Linked DNA regions of Mus musculus: regions 1, 2 and 3 are each linked to region 4. The links are chromatin contacts, called in public Hi-C and promoter capture Hi-C maps. All regions are on one chromosome and are shown on one strand. Each heading gives the region's core, a stretch centred on a gene start, on an enhancer-like site or on the middle of the called end of the contact. The rest is flanking DNA. Distances are from core to core; before and after follow the strand shown. Region 1 has its middle 31 kb from the start of 1700105F02Rik. Region 2 has its middle 36 kb from the start of Gm41215. Region 3 has its middle 28 kb from the start of 2900040C04Rik. Region 4 overlaps Tsc22d1 (TSC22 domain family, member 1).

Region 1 (2,839 bases), core at 328-2,827, 230 kb after region 4:
ACAGTGGAATCTGTTATTTATAGTTAATAAATGCTGTGGTGGTTTGAATATGCTTGGCCCAGGGAATGGCACTATTAAGAGGTGTGGCCTTGTTGGAGGAAGTGTGTCACTGTGGGGGTGGGCAGTGAGACCTTCCTCCTAACCAGGTGGGAGCCAGTCTTCTCCTAGCAGCCTTCAGATGAAGATGGAGAACTCTAAGCTCCTCCCTTACTGTGCCTGCCTGGATGCTGCCATGCTCCCACCTTGATGATAATGGACTGAGCTTCTAAACCTGTAAGCCAGTACCAATTAAATGTTGTCCTTATAAGAGTTGCCTTGGTCATGGTGTCTGTTCACAGCAGTAAAACCCTAACTAAGAGTTATATTATGCTAACAAAAATATTTTAGAATGACCAAACACCATGTTTACAACATGGCACTGCTAGGATGGAGTTCAAGCTTTTAGTCATTACAGTGTGCCACCTTCAATGATGCCCTTGACGTGTCTGCAAAGGATGATTTCTTCTTTCATTGGTGCCTTTGGTTTGAAGAAAGAATGCTTTCTGTAGGATCTAGGGTGCTAGTTCTAAAATATTATGAAAGCCCCCCTTTTGTTAGTTTATAGCACTCCTCACTGGCCGCCTCCAACCCCTCCTTCTTCTGGAAATAAATTCACTTTGCCTAGCAACGCATCACATGACATAACCAAGGTACAGGTGCAGTGGTTGGCTCAGACAGCAGCAAGTGATTTAACCAAATCACCGAGCCAATCACAGCTCTTCACCTTTGCAGCTGAAGGTGGCAGGGAAGTCTACATAAGCAATAAATCACTCTTTCAATTTTTATGTGCATGTATTGGCTTCAGTTATTTCAGGCTGGGTTTTCGAGAAGGATCCAGGCTGATGAAAAATGCATCTCTCAGTTCTCTGTTTTTGTACCTTTGTAGTCCCCAGTGGCTTCAGCTAGGGGAAGACCAAGAAGCTTGTTCCAGGGCAAACAAAAGAGTGAGATGGAGATGGGAAGGGTCCCCACGGGCAACACCCTCAGTCAGTATTTGGGAACAGTCAAGAAAAGCTTTAGTCTTCTTGCTCCAAATATTTGTTTAAATATGGCAAGACATTTTGCCAGGCAGGACTTGCTGCAGAAGACCCTGCCCTGCCCAGATGGAGGAGAGGTCAGAGGATTGAGGAGTCTTACTTTAGACTTTACAAAATGTTACCCCTTGGGCATTTCTGTTTGCATAGATTTTCTATATTGGTGTGCATATTTTTCGAGAGAAAAGTTTCTTCTTTGTGAACGCCCCACTAACCACCCTAGGGGGACCTATAATAAAAATACCAGTTTGTTTTTCTAACTGGGGGCTTGTGTTCAACACACACACACACACAAAAAATTGAGCTACAAGTAAATCACGCTCTGATCTTGAAGGATAAAATAAACACCGAGCAAATGCAGAGCTATGTTTTGTCGGAGCCAAATAGAACATGATGTTCAGAAGTTTCCAATGCGTTCCAAAATTAGAAGAGATCTTAGCCAAATGCATACTCGAGTCCCATTAGGAGTCTTATCGTTTGAACTCCCTTCTGTATATTTCTCTGCTTTACTCGTCCCAGTGGCTCCCAGGAGACCGCAGGGCCTCTCTCCATGTGTTTTGGAGCTGCCCCAGGACTGATCAGTTTTCTTTAGCTATTGGCAAACTGTGCCCCAGTTAGGATGGAAAGAGAGCATCAGAAACCTAGTCAGTGATCTCAGACTGGAAGGCCCACTTCCAGCCGCGATTCTTCTAGGAAGCCCAGCTGTTGCCACTGCATGTGCGCAGCGGGTAGTCAGCCCAGTCTGGCTCCGTGTTTACTCTCAGAAGCATTTGGTTAGGGAAGTCTTCATCAGCACTAAATGACTCTTTCAATGTTTATGTGCATGTATTGGCTTCAGGTGCCAGGTCTAATGCATTCACAGATCTGGTTAACCTGTGAAGGTCGCAGGAAAGGCTCCCTGGATCAAGCATTCTATACAATGTTCTGTTTCTGATTTAGAAGCGGTCTTTGGCAGGTCCTTTGGTTCAGGTGTGAGTTGGGGGCGTCTATCAGGAAGTTGTTAAAGGCACCCCCATGGTTGGTGGTCAGCCAATCAGTGTCAAGCAAGGATAGGCGTGTACTTGCTGAGTTACCTTCTCAGAGGTCAAGGGTACCAAATTCACAATAACATGGATTTGAATTTCCTTCCCTCCCCTTTCCCCCAATTCCTCCCTTTAAGTTTCTCTTTCTTTTCTATGTGCCTCTAAGAATAAGCCTTCATCTTACTTAGTTCTGCCCACTCATAAATTAGAATGTAGAAGCTAAAGCTAGCGAGTGCCGTCTTTATAGACTGCACACATTCTGACCTCTCCATTTCGGCTCACTCCAGGTCTTCCCTGTGGAATGCTTCTCCCCACTCCCCAAATGCCATTCATTTCATTTCTCAAGCCCATCTCAAGCCTCGGACCCTCTGCTCAGCATCACCCTGTCAACGATTTCAGCCCACTTTGGTTGCTTGTCTCTCTTATCTTGATCTCTACCATCCCAGAATGAGTACGGCATGAATATTAATTCTTTCATTCCTTTCATCTATAATCCATGACCTCACCAAAGCATCTTGCAGCCATGAAACATAGTTCAGATTCTTTCTCTTATTTTTGTCTCTCTTGAGATTTGAGTGACAGATACTTGACATCGACTCAAAGTTTATTATAATTTAATAAATGATGTACAAAATTTATGTACTAATAATTAGAGAATCTTATTGAGGTAACTTGAATAAGACTGGAATAGATCCTAAGTATTCTTATTGTGCCCATAAGAAGTAATGATGTGAGGCCGTGGAT
Region 2 (2,927 bases), core at 291-2,790, 140 kb before region 4:
CCCGGTTCCTTGATCGTATCAAGCTCTTATATGTTTGTCTCAGTAGTTCATGATTCATCCCACAGTTGAACCCCAACTTGGAGATAAGGGAGAACTCTGTTATGCCAGCAATCTTCTAAGTCTACATTGATAACTCAGGATCACTGACTCTAGCTGACTTGAGAAGGGGGTCATGATTTGACTTTTTTGTGTATGTGATCTAATTTTTTTTTCTAGATTTTTTCCATCCATAGTGTCTTCCCCATCAGCTTTGCCCATATGACTTCTGTAAGCTCATCAAAACAGGAGAACACCAAGCATAGGCTGTGTCCTCCCCGTGAGTGTCATGGCAGAGTGCAAGCTTTGCAAGGCCTGGAGCTTAAAATGTTGGGCACAATTGTGAATAAAAAGAAGCCAGTGTGTCTGGTGGTGCAAGCCTACAATCACAACTACTTGGGCGATAAGACAAGAGGATAGCCATATTTGGGCTACATAGGAAGTTTAAGGCCAGTCTGTACAACTCAGCGTAACCATGTTTCAAAATGGAGAGAGGGAAGAAAGGAAGAAGGTTGGTGTTGTAGCTCAGTGGTAGAGAGCTTCCTAGCATTTATGAAGGCTTGGATTTGATCTCTAGAACAGAGAGAGAGAGAGAGAGAGAGAGAGAGAGAGAGAGAGAGAGAGAGAGAGAGAGAGAGAGAGAGAGAGAGAGAGAGAAAACACAGCCATGTGTAACTCCAGCACTTGTATGGCTGAGGTGGGAGGATTCCAAGCCAACCAACCTGGGTTACACAGTGAATTCTGGGTCAGCCTGAACTACACAGTGAGTCCCTTTTTCAAAATTAAATAAGCAGTTCAGGCACAAAGACACCAGCACTCAGGAGGCAGAGGCAGGAGAATCCCTTTGAGTTCAAGGCCAGCCTGGTCTATAGAGTGAGTTCTAGGACAGCCAGAACTACTTAAAGAGACCCTGTATCAAAACAAACAAGCAAACAAACAAACAAATCACAAAATGCTAAATACACACAAGTCAGGCACAAAAATGACTATTTGTTTAGAACAAGAAAAAAAATCACACCATATTTTAAAGTATATGAAGTCAACCATTAATAAGAACAAGACATGATAAACACTCAGAAAAATATGATTTGTATTGCTTCCCCAGCTGGAGTTCCTCTCAGAGGCCTTTCTCCTCTTTGGGGTAGAAGGTTGCACATCTGATAACTGTTCCTTATGTTGTTCCAGTTCTCTTATATCAGTTTCTATAGAAATTATAAATAATGCTGGTTCTCCTCTAGCGTGGCTGGTGGGAAATTGTTTCTTTCATTGTATCGGTAGTTTTAAAAGTTGGGCTCTTTTAGATGTGCCAGCATGGTACTGATCCTGTCATATGGACTTTTGTATGTAAGCGGTGAGATTCCAGGGGAGTTTCAGATGTGTTTACAATAACCAGTTTCCAGTTGGTGGCTTGATGATCGTTAGTGGTGAGCAAGCTGGGAACCCGAGTCTTATGCTTTCCCTGCTGTCTAGAAAGCCCAGCTCAACCACAGGAAGATGAGTAGGAAGCTGTCCACCAGACTCCTTTCTCTTCCCCCAGCTCTGCTGTAGTTGCTGTGGCTGTTGCTTAGGTGGAGCTTAGAATGTGTCTGCAAGGCAGTTGAGGCTGAGACAAAGGCACTGGAATCAGGTCCATCTCCAAACTGACTTTCTTCTGTTTAAAGCAGGGCCGGCTCATAAACACAGACCTTTATGTTAAGTTAGGTCACTTAAGTGAGCACTAGGAAGAGAATGAATGCTCCGTGCATCAGACCCCTGTGACACCTTCCTTCAACCCATGGTTTGCAAATGTCACTGCTTAGGACATCTGAATGAGCAGAGCCTTGCTCAGAGGCTGCTTCAGTGAGTATGGGGAAGGTGGGTGGTGCTAGGTGCTAGGCTAGGTTCGGGGACCCTGATAACCAGACCCTATCAACATGAACAGAATTAAATATAAGCACTTTGCTACAAGAGAAGTGTGGAAACATTCCCCATCAGTTCATGTCAAGACCAAGCACATGTTCCCTAGGTCTATGGAGCTGCCATTTAGAAATTCCATCCACCATCCATGTTTCATTTATCTACCCGTGAGAAGCAGCCAATGTGCTTGCTCAATTCTGTGTATCACTACATGTTCATAAAATACAGTTACCAGTTTGTTTATAACTTGCCTTGTTTTGTTTTACCTTGTTTTCATTTTTCTATTCGACACACAGTGGTTTGAATACACACACACACACACACACATATATATGTTTGCTTAACACAGACACCTTGGGAAAGCTAACAATCTCTTCAGGGACACACAAATAGTAGGCATTTGATATCTCTGTCTCTGTCTCTCTCTCTCCAGCTTTTGTTTTGTTTTGTGTTTTGAGACAGGGTTTTTCTGTATAGCTCTGACTGTCCTGGAACTCACTTTGTAGACCAAGCTGGCCTCGAACTCAGAAATCCGCCTGCCTCTGCTTCCCTCGTGCTGGGATTAAAGGCACGTGCCACCACGCCCGGCCCAGCTTTCTGCTTTCGCTCTCTGAGTTATTCCTGAACTACCTTGAGGTTTGCCTTGCTATTTTTCTCTCTGGCTTTCCTTATCAAACTCTTCCATTTACACGTTTGTTTTTGTGAGATAATTTGTGAATAAAAATGATTAGCATTTTTTTCTGCCATTGTTGGTTTTGTGTTGTTTCTTTAAAAAAAAATCCATAGCACAAATATGTTCTCTCTTCCTCCTCTTCATGATGCAGTTATGCATTAACATAGTGTAAGCAACTAGCAAGCCCACTTATACTCAAGTAGATATTTGAACAACTCACCCTGGCTTTCTCTTCTTGTGTTGGCTCCTCAGGATATGCCTTTGACGCCTTCTCTAATTTAACATCTTCCAGCTGGGAAATTCCACTGCTCTCCATGCTCTG
Region 3 (2,817 bases), core at 71-2,570, 200 kb before region 4:
CTCTCCACAGTCTCCCGCCAGTCAGAAACACCAACTATCAACTGCCTGAGACACCATTAAAAGCCACATCCCGGGTTTGGGGAGATGACTCAGTTGGTGCAACCCTTGCCATGAAACCCTGCATGGGGACCTGGGCTGGTCCTCAGCAGATGAGCATCCAGGCAAAAGGCCAGCGTGCCAGTGTGGCAGCGGGCGTGCGCCTGTCATCAGAGCAGCCTGGAGAGGGAGACCTGTCGAGAGCCCCGGGGCTTGCTGCTAGGCGGGCCGGCTCAGTTGAATTGGTGAGCTCTGGTGAGAGAGCCTGTCTCAGAAAACAAAGTGGCTAGGAACGAATACCAACTCTGAACTCTGACCGCTGCACGCATGTATGCACAGGAGCACACACATGGACGTGTACAACGCACATACACCTCGAACACACACAGATGTAATAAAAAATAAATTAGGGAGATAAAATTCATCTACTCACTGCTGCTCCTTGGACTCCTATGAAATTCCCTTCCTGGGTGTATCGATCTGCAGGGTGAGCTGGCTACATCACAGGGCCTGGTAATAAACTGTTTCTCTTCTCTTTCTTCCTTTTTTTCTTTCTTCCTTCTCTCTCTCTCTCCCTCGCTCTCTCTCTCTCTCTCCATGAACCCAAGGAAGAGGTGTGAACTCCAGCTAGTAGCAAGGTGGGAGTCTTATCTGTCCACTATACACGGTGTGTATTGCCTTCTGACCTAAAAAGAGCAGTAGCCAGTGGCCAGACAAAGAAAGAAAGATGGCGGCCTTCCTGAGCCTCAAGTCAGCTTGCTCATGAGCAAATTGCTGTCTGCTGGTTCCTGACCTCCTCTGGGCATTTTACAGGCCGATGAGCTCATGCTCATAAAGAAAGAGTGCAAGCCTTTCACTGAGGTATAATTAATAATCATCTGATAAGTGGATAACAATAATAATGGTGACGTCATCCCTTCCTCCACTTCTGCTCCTGTTGTGTAATAGTAATACCACGAGCTGATGTCCTCCTAGTACACTCAATTAGATGAGCGTCCTCCAGAGCAAGCTTACTCACAGCCAAGTGCTGTCTTGCGTGCCTCATTGCCCTCTCCAGGGTAGCCTAAGGGTACTGAACAGGGAGCAGTGTTCTGTGGGTGTCGGGCTGTGGAGTAATGAGAAAGTTCAAGCTACTCATGACTCAGGCACCAGGACACCATGGCGACCTCCCAGGTGGACAGCCGAGCCTTGGTGAGGCTCATCTTGACGGATTTATCTTATCCCTCAGGCCTCTTAAGCAGGGTGATGTGTGGATGAGTCAGGCCACTTCCTCCATGACATCATCAGAGGGATATGTGCACCCTGGTCAACATGCATCTGTCTAGTTATCCCGGCAGCCAAGGAACCACGTGCAGAACTCGGTTCTAGAGACAAGAGTCGCTTTGGCTTTTTGACAAATCGTAGTTTTACACAGAATCTCCAAGGTAGACACTAAGCTAGAAGAAGCCGTGACGGGGCACGCAAACACAGATCCAAGAGTCGCCACTGTGCCCCTACACGCTTCTCAGGGCAAATGCTGAGGGAGGCAGAACGGAATCCCAGGGAGAAAAGAAGACCTTTCATTTGTAAACGGTTTCTGCTTACAGAGCACTTTCTGCACTTGACCTCACGGCGCCTCACCACAGCTCTGTTTGGGCTCAGTTTATTATTTCTCACGTACAGACGAGGAAACCGAGAGATACTCAGTGAAATCAGAAGAAAGCCTGAAGCCGCAGCCACGCCCGCCTCGGTGACTGTAGGGCTCGCCCCACGTGACTGGGTCCACCAGCTTTGCTCTACTGGGCAGGAGATCATTCATCTTACTCATGGCTGGGCAGTTGGCCGCGGCGCAGGGATGGTGGTAGTGGAAGCTGAGTGGTCACAGCAGTGAAAGTCAGCTCTGGTCAGACGCTGCATAAAAGGGGAATCTAATAAAGGATGCTGCAGCAGCCGCCGGCCTCCCGCTTTGGGAGGGAGTGAAATCAGAGACCCTCCCCGGTTTCCCAAAGTCTGAGAAGGGCAACTTCTAGGGGCTCAGCGGACATCAGGAGCCTTTGTCCTCCAGTCAAACAAGCAGGCACATGGAGCCACAAGCCCAAAGCTCCCAGTCACAGCCTCCATAAGGCCTCCCTTCTTTTGCCTTTTCCTTCGATTCTGTTTCAGATGGACCGTTCTTTCTTTTTAAAACTTTGGATTTCCCACCTTTCCCCTACCTTCTCTTTCTTTTTAAAGCTTTACACAAGTATACGTTATGTCTCTCCTCAGATGAAAATTTCTGTCAAAAATGCAAATGAATCCAACTTTTATAAATATATTCTGAAATATTTGTGGATGGGATCACGAAATCACGGGGATTTTTCTATAAAATATGCTATAGGTTGGAGCTCCGCCCCCTTTGTCTTTTTCTAACTAAGTGAGCATGCACTTTCTGCTTTGATGCGTTGCCTACCCCAGGCCCAGAGCAATGGGGCCAATTCATCATCACAAACTGGAACTCCAAAGACTGAGCCCACATAAACCTTTTCTCTCTATAAGTTGGTTCTCTTGATCATTTTGTTATAGTAACAGAGAGATAACACAAAATAATATCAGAGGAATAAAGGAAAAAGGGAACATGTTACGGTTTCTGAGGGCTCACTTTTCATATTTCTCTCCCTGATTTTCTCTATTGCTAAAAATTTCTATTTAAAGAGGCAGAAAAATAGGAACGGAATTATGCATCTTCCGCAACCCTGTTAAAATGAATGCCTTCTTCTGTATCCATGTTTTTGGCTGTTCCCCCCAATCACCTTCTCCTCTCCA
Region 4 (2,901 bases), core at 359-2,858:
TTATTTTGTTGTAGCTTATCAAAAGACCCTCACTCACAAAGACCACAGAAATTGCCATCGTTGCAAAACGCATGAGGAATTTACTTATCCAACAGGTTGGGGAACCCCCTCTCAGCACGCAGGCTGGAGGAGAGACCCAGAACAAAGAAAGGACACACTTTTTATAACTCTGTAAGGGCCAGATATAGGCACCAGTTTAGTCTGGCTTATTTTAATTGGTGTAGCCAATAACCTTTTTAGATACTGGTTGGTTTGTGGAGGGTGACTCTCATTTTGTCTGTCCTTGAGGTTTTTAGTATGAGGCGGGACAAAGGAATTGTTAATCTTGTTTTGGAAGCTTAGTAATTTTGACCGTTAAAACTATGTTTCTATATTTGTTTAGTCAGCCAGCTTTTTTATCTGACTCTGTACTTGGCCTGCTAGTACAGTTTGGAAAGTCCTTTTGAAGGGGGAAGGTACTGGGTAGTCTTGAATTTATTTTGGATATTACAATTTCATATATATGAGTACACTGTAGCTGTATAAATGGTTGTGATCCTTCATATGGCTGTTGGGAATTGAAATTTTAGGTCAACCCCACTTGCTCTGGTTGCTATGGCCCAAAGACTTATTATTTATTATTATACATAAGTACACTGTAGCTGTCTTCAGACACACCAGAAGAGGGTGTCAGATCTTATTGTGGGTGGTTGTGAGCCACCATGTAGTTGCTGAGATTTGAACTCAGGATCTTCAGAAGAGCAGTCAGTGCTCTTACCCACTGAGCCATCTCGCCAGCCCTAGTTAGGAAATCTTAAGAGCTACTTTAAAAATACTTGGAGGACTGGATGGCGATGGTGACAAGAGGAGTCTTTTGCTTCAGTTGGCAGATAAATTACATGAGATTCTTTCTAAAGCCTAGCGTGACGGTACAAGGTCATGAGCAAGTCCAGCAGCTTGGAAGCAGGGGCAGGGGGATAGGGAGATGTGAACAGTTTGTTCTCCATAGAGTTCCCAACCAGCAAGTGCCATCCAGTGAGACCTTCCCTCCCTCTTTCCTCCTCCTCTCCCTCCCTCCCTTTCTCCCCTCCCCCCCTTTTTTTGTTAAAGGCAGGCTCTCTCACTGTCTAGCTCTCCTTGCTATGTAGACCAGGCTGGCCTCAAATTACAGAGCTCCACCTGCCTCTAAACCCCTAGCACTTTGACTAAAGGTGTGTGCTACCACACCCAGAGTAAGACTTTAGAAAGAAAGAAAGGAAGGAAGGAAGGGAGGGAGGGAGGGAGGGAGGGAGGGAGGGAGGGAGGGAGAGAGAGAGAGAGAGAGAGAGAGAGAGAGAGAGAGAGAGAGAGAGAAAGAGAAAGAGAAAGAGAAAGAGAAAGAGAGAAAAGAAATTGAGTTGAATAGCACAGTTAGCTCTTAACTTTGATACCAGAGCTTAAACCATTTTGAATTATTAATACCATACTCGGAGGGTAACTGTGGCTCCTCATGTTTTCGTTCTTAAGACCCGGTGCTTAGATGTTTGCTGTGTGTGTGTGGGTAAGAGGGAAAGAGACACAGATATACCATTGTATGCCATTGGTGCTGAGGGGCTGAGGGGCTGAAGGGCCGGACAGGAAGGTGGGGGGAGACTCTGACTCAGCATGAGGAATGCTGACTCATCCTGAGGAATGCTGGCTCACAACGGGAGAGAGAAGCCTTTCTCTGGAGATTTGGAGATAGTCAGTTTTCCAGTTTCCTTCAGATGGAATTGTAGAGCAGAAAAAAAAAGTAATGATCTCCCTGCTTCTCGCCTACAAGTTTTGTTTTGTTGTTTGTGAAGAACAAAACAGAACAAAGGAAAACACTTCGCCAAAAGATGGAATCCTTATCTGAAAAAAAAGACGTTTGGAACAGATTCTCCATTTTTGTCTCTGTAGCTTTTGTCCATCCTGTCCAGGTTTAATAACTAAATCCTTGGAAGCAGGAAGTACATTAGCACTGTTCTAAGAGTTTGTCAGTCCCTTAGGCCGTAGGATTATTTCCTCCCCAAGGTGGACACGCAGACTGTTATAGGAACCCGGAAAGGACCAGACCCAGGGCCATCGGAAGCTCTGTGGATCGCACTGAGCCACATTCACAAGGAGTTTCTGTAACCTGGCAGCCCATGTTCTCACAAGAGCCACGGCTAACCCTCAGCGTCAAAGGAGGCTGTGTTTCCCCAAAGGCTACTGCTTTCTGAAAAATCCATGACTGCAGCAGGTACTCGGAAAAAGTCAATGGTTTTTTCTGTCTTTTATTCGCTATTTTAGACCAGGCTCTTTTGTGGCAGTTTGTTATCAAGAAGTAATGAGTAGATTCTTCTGAGAGTTTGGACTCATTGCAGTCTAATTATGAAATAGTAAAGATTGTATAGGAATTCTCCTTCATAGGGTAAAATTGGTCCAGTGGTGCTGTTGGTGGGCAGTGGAGTTGCCGTGTTGTGTTCATTAAGCATAGGTGGTGGCTATTGTAACTAAGAGGGGATGAGACCCCAAGTTTATTCCACTATCTACGGGAGCAATTCTGCTCATGTCTAAAGAGAAACTTTAGTTTTGATTCCAAATGATTTCACTAAATAAAACATTAATAACAACCAGTTGAATGAATGCTAGTGGACCTCTCCACTAATATTTAATGTTTTAGAATGGATATGTTATCTTGATTACTGTTTTTTAATATCTAGTATATTTTAGTACATTTAGCTCGGAGGTTGTAATTCTGCATGTGTTCCACAAGGTGGCAGGCTTGTATGTTTGTAGGTTCCCTTTGGTTCCGTGCAGAGCAAGCTCGTGGTTATGCAGAAATCAAAGTTTTTCTGTTAAATGTTAACTGTTTTATATAGCAGAGCTTTACAGTTTAACTTTTATGATGGAATGCTCTCTGAGCCTCATCCCAGGCTT

Evidence for each region. Hi-C and Micro-C count contacts between places; a contact is called where the count stands out from the background. Capture Hi-C pulls out chosen DNA fragments and counts their contacts.
Region 1: a promoter capture Hi-C map of adipose tissue shows a contact between it and region 4. The contact joins two enhancer-like sites. A contact is called at or near these places in 4 of 115 datasets of contacts at active chromatin or transcription factors (bone marrow-derived macrophages and embryonic stem cells) and 1 of 9 other capture datasets (adipose tissue).
Region 2: a Hi-C map of DN2 thymocytes shows a contact between it and region 4, with 3 times the contacts expected there. The contact joins two enhancer-like sites. A contact is called at or near these places in 10 of 484 Hi-C or Micro-C datasets (DN2 thymocytes, bone marrow-derived DN2 thymocytes, embryonic fibroblasts and 4 more) and 1 of 115 datasets of contacts at active chromatin or transcription factors (embryonic stem cells).
Region 3: a contact with region 4 is called in a Hi-C map of bone marrow-derived macrophages, with 28 read pairs. The contact joins two enhancer-like sites. A contact is called at or near these places in 17 of 484 Hi-C or Micro-C datasets (bone marrow-derived macrophages, cerebellar granule neurons, cumulus cells and 3 more), 5 of 115 datasets of contacts at active chromatin or transcription factors (embryonic stem cells and trophoblast stem cells) and 2 of 9 other capture datasets (embryonic stem cells and liver).

What each region holds. Positions count from the first base shown.
Region 1 is chr14:76,707,309-76,710,147 of GRCm38.p6, forward strand. No RefSeq gene overlaps it. Among named protein-coding and RNA genes, the nearest start is that of 1700105F02Rik, 31 kb to the left of the region's middle. Within about 2 kb of position 1,578, at least 25 of the 459 cell types and tissues checked have an H3K27ac peak or open chromatin away from gene starts, as enhancers often do. A contact at or near this core is called in adipose tissue, where this site is marked.
Region 2 is chr14:76,337,076-76,340,002 of GRCm38.p6, forward strand. No RefSeq gene overlaps it. Among named protein-coding and RNA genes, the nearest start is that of Gm41215, 36 kb to the right of the region's middle. Within about 2 kb of position 1,541, at least 9 of the 459 cell types and tissues checked have an H3K27ac peak or open chromatin away from gene starts, as enhancers often do. A contact at or near this core is called in DN2 thymocytes, where this site is marked.
Region 3 is chr14:76,277,946-76,280,762 of GRCm38.p6, forward strand. No RefSeq gene overlaps it. Among named protein-coding and RNA genes, the nearest start is that of 2900040C04Rik, 28 kb to the left of the region's middle. Within about 2 kb of position 1,321, at least 36 of the 459 cell types and tissues checked have an H3K27ac peak or open chromatin away from gene starts, as enhancers often do. A contact at or near this core is called in bone marrow-derived macrophages and trophoblast stem cells, where this site is marked.
Region 4 is chr14:76,477,208-76,480,108 of GRCm38.p6, forward strand. All of the region lies in intron 1 of Tsc22d1 (TSC22 domain family, member 1), which reads left to right. Among named protein-coding and RNA genes, the nearest start is that of 4930444M15Rik, 42 kb to the right of the region's middle. Within about 2 kb of position 1,609, at least 96 of the 459 cell types and tissues checked have an H3K27ac peak or open chromatin away from gene starts, as enhancers often do. A contact at or near this core is called in DN2 thymocytes, adipose tissue, bone marrow-derived macrophages and 1 more, where this site is marked.